2 separate regions of the Hordeum vulgare genome follow, and region 2 is linked to region 1. A link is a contact called in public Hi-C data. All regions are on one chromosome and are shown on one strand. The core of a region is the stretch at or near the end of the contact, and the rest is flanking DNA. Distances in the headings are between cores, read along the strand shown.

Region 1 (2,947 bases), core at 265-2,764:
ACTACAATAAACAATGTAATCATATATAAGTATGAGGCCAATACTTGCCTCCCAGTGCTTGAATGTTGCCTTTGCTTCTGCCAAGGAAGCCCATAATCAGGTCTAATATGAGTGCAGTAGACCTAACAAGAGATCAAATAGTTAAGCCCGACATACATGGTTAATAAAAACAAAGCACAACACTACAACATAAAATCAAGGTAACAATGACCTTTTGACTTCGATCAGGCTAGAGCACTATGCTTGACAGACATACTTATACACAAAGTACATTTATAATACCATAAGCAGCATCTAGCACACACATCAAGTTCCCGCACTAAACTAGCAGTGTCTAGCATAATTGACAGCCAGGAAATATTATTGAGACCCACCTTAACAACAGCATTAAGGAATTTGTCCTCTTCAAGATCCTCAAAATCCGCAACCTAGCACAACACATAGTTAGCAGAAAAACCATGCAACTTTTATGATGTCATCGATCACAACACTAAATGCAACAAAAAATAGAAAAACTTGTGGATATAAGAGTCACAATAGCTAATACGTCCACAGAAATAGATCACAGGACAGTAAGAACACACATTAAGGATCTCAGAGACGTCGAAGGAGAGTTGAGAGGTTCTAGACAAAAGTATAGGCATGAAGGTGTAATTGCTGCAACGGTGAGCTTACATGGCAAACAAAAGGAAACGTGGCTCTATCAAATGGTGAATGCGGCAATTAAGACTGCAATGACAACTTGCATATCCCGAAAACAGATACATACGACAACGGAGAGTACTGAATTGTAGTAGTACGAAACACCCACCCAATCCAAACAGCAAACACTGCCGTGCTTACAGAACCAGGAAGCAATTCGATACTAGTAGCTCCCAGCCAATAAAATGGCCTACTTGGAGCCAATTGGAATGTCCATCCTAAATTGAAATCTAGTAGTTCTACTTAAAAGTTAAAACTCTTAGCACTGTACAATGTGCACAACCAAAGACATGGCATTTCATTGCGCTTCGCACCTGCGGATCCTTGAAGTCGACGGAAAGCCCCTTATCCTTGCGCGTTGACGACGCCAGCGAGCCCCCTCCGCCGCCGCCGCCGCCTCCACCGCCAATGACGCCGCCCCGCCGTTTCTTGGACGCCCCCTCCACCTGCGAACCACCCCAAAACGAGTCCCGGCACGTCAGACAAGAGGTCCCTCGGCATGTTACTCGGGAGCACGGGCGGCGAGCGCACGAAAGAAGCGCACCTCGTCGAAGCGGCGCGTGACGCGGCGTGAGGAGGGCGGGTGGCGCGGCGCGCAGGCGACGGCGGGGCGGAAGCGGCAGGAGCATGACGGTGGGGAGGAGGAGGAGGCGGAGGTGGAGGGGAAGGGGAGGGCCGGGGAGGCGAAGAGGGCGGCGAGCGCCGCCATTGCTGCTGCGCGTGCTTCGAGGGCGCGGTTTGATTGATTTGGGTTTCCCTCTCGCCGCGACGAGGGAGCTCGGCTCCTTATCCTCGACCTCAGAGAGAGTGGAGCAAGCAGGGGGGAGCACGTGCGGGGCGCGTGAGATAAGACTTCGTGGAGCGACCCGGAAGGCCCAGAAGTACCGCATACCAGCCCGCTTGTCGGCCCATGTAGCCCTTCCTCTACTTCCATTTCTATTTGTTTTTCCTTTTTTCCTCAATTTTTTTGTTTTTTCCTCTTTTATGTTTTATTTTGTTTGTAAAATAAAATACGTTTTTAATTAATTTACTTTCATATACAAAAAAAACTTTTCCCTTTTACACGTATTTTTTTTTACCTTTTGGGTAATACAAAAATGATTTTTTCGAGATAAATGCACGTTTTTTCTTGACCATTTTTTCCTTATTCGTTTGTTTCCCTTATGATTTTTGTTTTGCTTTTATGTACATGAGTATCTGCTCTGAGATACATAAACATTTATTTTGGAACAAATGAATTGTTTTTCCACATTATGAACATCTTTTTGAGAATATGAACATTTATTTTCACACATAAGAACATCTTTAGGTAAACACGGGTGCATTTTTTTCAAATACATGAATAGTTAGTTTAATATACATAAATATTTATATTTTCATGAAAACTATTCATAAAGAGGCAAGATCATTAGAGACCCATAAACTTTCAATGTATGTGATGGTTTAGTCCACAAACTTGCAAAAGCTTAAAGTCGATTCGGCATGTCTAAAACCTTAAGAGTAATTTTGTCTTAAAATGTGATAGCATTCATTATCAAGAATTCAAAACCTACACGTGATGCGTGTCCAAGAGATATATTATAGGGTTGTATATATGAATCAGAAATTCACAGGGACACACACCTGATCAGCCCACCTTGCCGCACGTTTGCTTCGTGATCCGCAAAGTTTTGGTTTCCGCATGAGGGGACAACAAGTTCTAAATTTTAGTTTATGGAACTTACTGATTTTGTCGTTCTCGTATCAAATTTCAGCGCTTGAAACTTGGTAAATTTATAAAATCTTGTCAAAACATATTCAAAAGGGGTCTTATTTGAAAGCCCTCAGCACAAGGACACAAATATGCAAAGGAAACATAATTTTCACTTTTGGTTCAAAAGATACAAAAGATTCAGGACTGAAAACCAAAAGAGAAACGAGGTAGGTGCCCCCACCCCTGCATGCCATAAACCCTCGCCCAATATGAAGCCTATGTTAATTCTAGTAGGCACGCCCATGTATCATTATTCATGTTTACCTTGAGGTGCCTCATCCTGGTCATCGATATCACCCGAAAACTTCCTAGAAAATCAAGAGGCGTCGAGTCATCATCATCATGGAGGTAAACTAGGAACCGACTGTGATACTTGTGCTACTCAAGAGTAGAGAGGCATGGATAGACCCCATCCTACCCCCGGACCAAATCAGGCATAGTAAAGAAGAATCCAAAAAAAAACTCAACCATAAGACACTAGGATATAAAGTA
Region 2 (2,947 bases), core at 302-2,801, 410 kb before region 1:
ATTACAACTGTGTTTGTAATTGTGAGATTATACAGCACAGAAGCAGGGTTGAGACACTTTCAGCACCGATGTGATTATCAGAAAAGCACTGTTTATGTAAGGTACGCAAAACTGAACTGAACGAGCTCATTACAGATGTTCATTCAGGTTCTGAGGCAACCGTTTAAGCTGCAAAATCGAAGCAATTAAGAACACAGTAGTAGCTAAAACCGAAAGGACATTTCACATGTTTGGGATAGGACATGTTCTCTTTATACCCCTGACTGTAACCAGTGTTGAGGATACTCTATAGTCTATCCAAACAAAGCAATGGCCGATCCATTGAGAGCAGAACATCAGGCAAACAACTGTTGTTTCGACCATGAGATTTTTATCAATTGTGGACAGCGCCTCCTGGATGTTCTGGTGCGTTATTTAGGAATTGTGGGTGATGCAACAAATATTGCAGTCACGGTGTGGAAGCCTGAAGCCTTTCCCGAACCTGTAAGATCTGAAGACAAGACACCAAGTAACTTGTACTCCTAGTTCAGAGCATGGTTCAGACTTGCGGGGTAGCAGCATAATTAGGCAAAGTAGAGATGCTTCCAAGAGAATATGTGCACTGAACATCAAACATACCGGCACTGTCATGCAACTGGTCGATAGACGCACTGAAGACGACCACACTAGGGGACAAGCAGTTTTCAGGTACCATCTCAACTGTTCGTTCGTTCGAGTTCAGAGGCAGCTAACCAGATTACTCATTACAAAATTTGACAGTCGAATGTTAATTCAGGACCAAATAAGAAATATGTAGAACATGCTATCTAAAACAGGCAAGGAATTCGACAATTTGGTGAAATTACATTCAAGAAGAACGGCTCACATGCAGGCTGAAGCAGGCATTCAGACACAGATGGTTGAGAACAGAAAGCCGACATTTTCATTTCTATTGCTGATGACAACAAGATGGTACCATCAGATTAGATAGAGCACATCCACCATGAGAAGAACAACTAAGGTTCAGTTCTGAAACACTACCAGCACGCACATTTCCACCAACGAACACAGCCTAACAAGGATCTAACTAACACACGACGACGACGACGGCGAACGGAGCTTAGGCCCTCTCGCCACGGATGCGGCGGGCGAGCTGGATGTCCTTGGGCATGATGGTGACGCGCTTGGCGTGGATGGCGCAGAGGTTGGTGTCCTCGAAGAGCCCGACGAGGTATGCCTCGGCGGCCTCCTGCAGGGCGGAAACGGCGGAGGACTGGAAGCGGAGGTCGGTCTTGAAGTCCTGGGCGATCTCCCGGACGAGGCGCTGGAAGGGGAGCTTGCGGATGAGCAGCTCGGTGCTCTTCTGGTACTTGCGGATCTCCCGGAGCGCGACGGTGCCCGGGCGGAAGCGGTGGGGCTTCTTGACGCCGCCGGTGGCCGGGGCGGACTTGCGGGCGGCCTTGGTGGCCAGCTGCTTCCTCGGCGCCTTGCCGCCGGTGGACTTCCTCGCCGTCTGCTTGGTGCGGGCCATGTCGTCGGTGCGGCGGGAGGACGATAAGGTCGGAGGTCAGGGAGATTGGACTGGAGAAGTGAGGAAGAAGATGGGGATGCGACGGTGTTAAATAGGAGGCGAGCACCGAGCGGGCGGGCGATTGGAGCGGGGAGCGCGCGTGGGTTTTGGTTTTTCGGAACGGACTGTGGAGCGTTGGATGTGTGGTTCGTGAACGGTTAGGATCTGATATCGAGGGCGTGATCCGTGGGGAGATGGTTCGCGCGTTCTGATTGGTTTATTTGGTTGGAGACGACTCAGGCGGACCGTGGAGGTGAGTCGTGAGTGGACTGCTGCTATTAGTAGTGTTGTTTTTTCCTTTTTTGCGTGTGTTTTTTCTAAGGAAATTTTGCATGGATTTTTTTCTTATTTTATAGGATGCCGATTTGTAGTGTTGGCCGCAGACGAAACGAACGGGTTGAGACTGTTAGAGGAAAGGTGTGATCATGTTGGTTTTTTGCCGTCCACGCATTCTATATATTTAAAAAAATTAAGACTTTGTTAGAAATCTAACGTTCGATCATGACCGATGTAACATTTTTCATGTCAAGTTATGTTCTTCAAGGATGATAAATTTAGTTAGCGGCAATATGACCGATGTAACATTTTTCATGTCAAGTTATGTTCTTCAAGGATGATAAATTTAGTTAGCGGCAAATTTATTTTAGTTTATAGTTTCTTAAGAAAATTATTGTGCCTGCAAACTAAAATTAACACCATCGTGTTAATATAATTTGCCATAGAAAACGTCAAATTTATCATGCATAAAAATCTAACAGGGTTTTAGTGTCAAAAAAAAAACTACTGTTGCACGCTATTATTGTAGCCAAAAAGGATGACTAAGTTGCTTCTATTAGATTTTATAGCAAAAGGAACCGTGTGTTGCAACGGGAGAAAAACAATTATAATCTCCAATGATGCTGATTATATTATGTCTTTAAATTTTTAGGACATTTCTTGAAATGCATGAACATTTTTTGAATTAGCAAACATTTTTTTCAATTGCACTCAAAAAATAACACACAAACTTTTTTTCAAAATCTTGGACTTTTATTGTTTTCATCAACATTGTTTTCAAAATTATGAACATTTTTCTGAATATGTGAATATTTTTACAAAAATCCTGAGCATTTTTTGAATTCACAAACATTTTATTTTTTTCTTCAAACTTTTATTTCAAAATTCCCAGTTTTATAAATTGCAAAAGTTTTTCAAAGTTCTAAATTATTTAAACTAAAAATTAGAACAGAAAAATGAAAATAAAAAATGAGACTAAAAACAGAGGCACGAACTGTTTTTAAGATTTTTACACGGACTTTTGTTTAAAATCGTTGACTTTTTATTTCATGGACATTTTCTCAACATTTAAACATTTTTTATACGCAAAAAAATTTCAAAACTCCTGAGTAGTTTTTGAAT

Evidence for each region. A called contact is a pair of places that touch in the nucleus more often than the background predicts.
Region 2: a contact with region 1 is called in a Hi-C map of leaf, with 4 times the contacts expected there. The contact joins the promoter of LOC123424929 here to the promoter of LOC123424918 in region 1. A contact is called at or near these places in 2 of 6 Hi-C or Micro-C datasets (leaf and seedling) and 1 of 1 datasets of contacts at active chromatin or transcription factors (embryo).

What each region holds. Positions count from the first base shown.
Region 1 is chr1H:74,779,210-74,782,156 of MorexV3_pseudomolecules_assembly, reverse strand. LOC123424918 (protease Do-like 2, chloroplastic) reads right to left here and starts at 1,514. Exons shown (of 21, transcript XM_045108606.1): 1 at 1,247-1,514; 2 at 1,017-1,148; 3 at 375-428; 4 at 49-122. The coding sequence starts at 1,411.
Region 2 is chr1H:75,193,562-75,196,508 of MorexV3_pseudomolecules_assembly, reverse strand. It overlaps LOC123424929 (histone H3.2-like), which reads right to left and starts at 1,551. Exons shown (of 2, transcript XM_045108617.1): 1 at 1,160-1,551. The coding sequence starts at 1,510.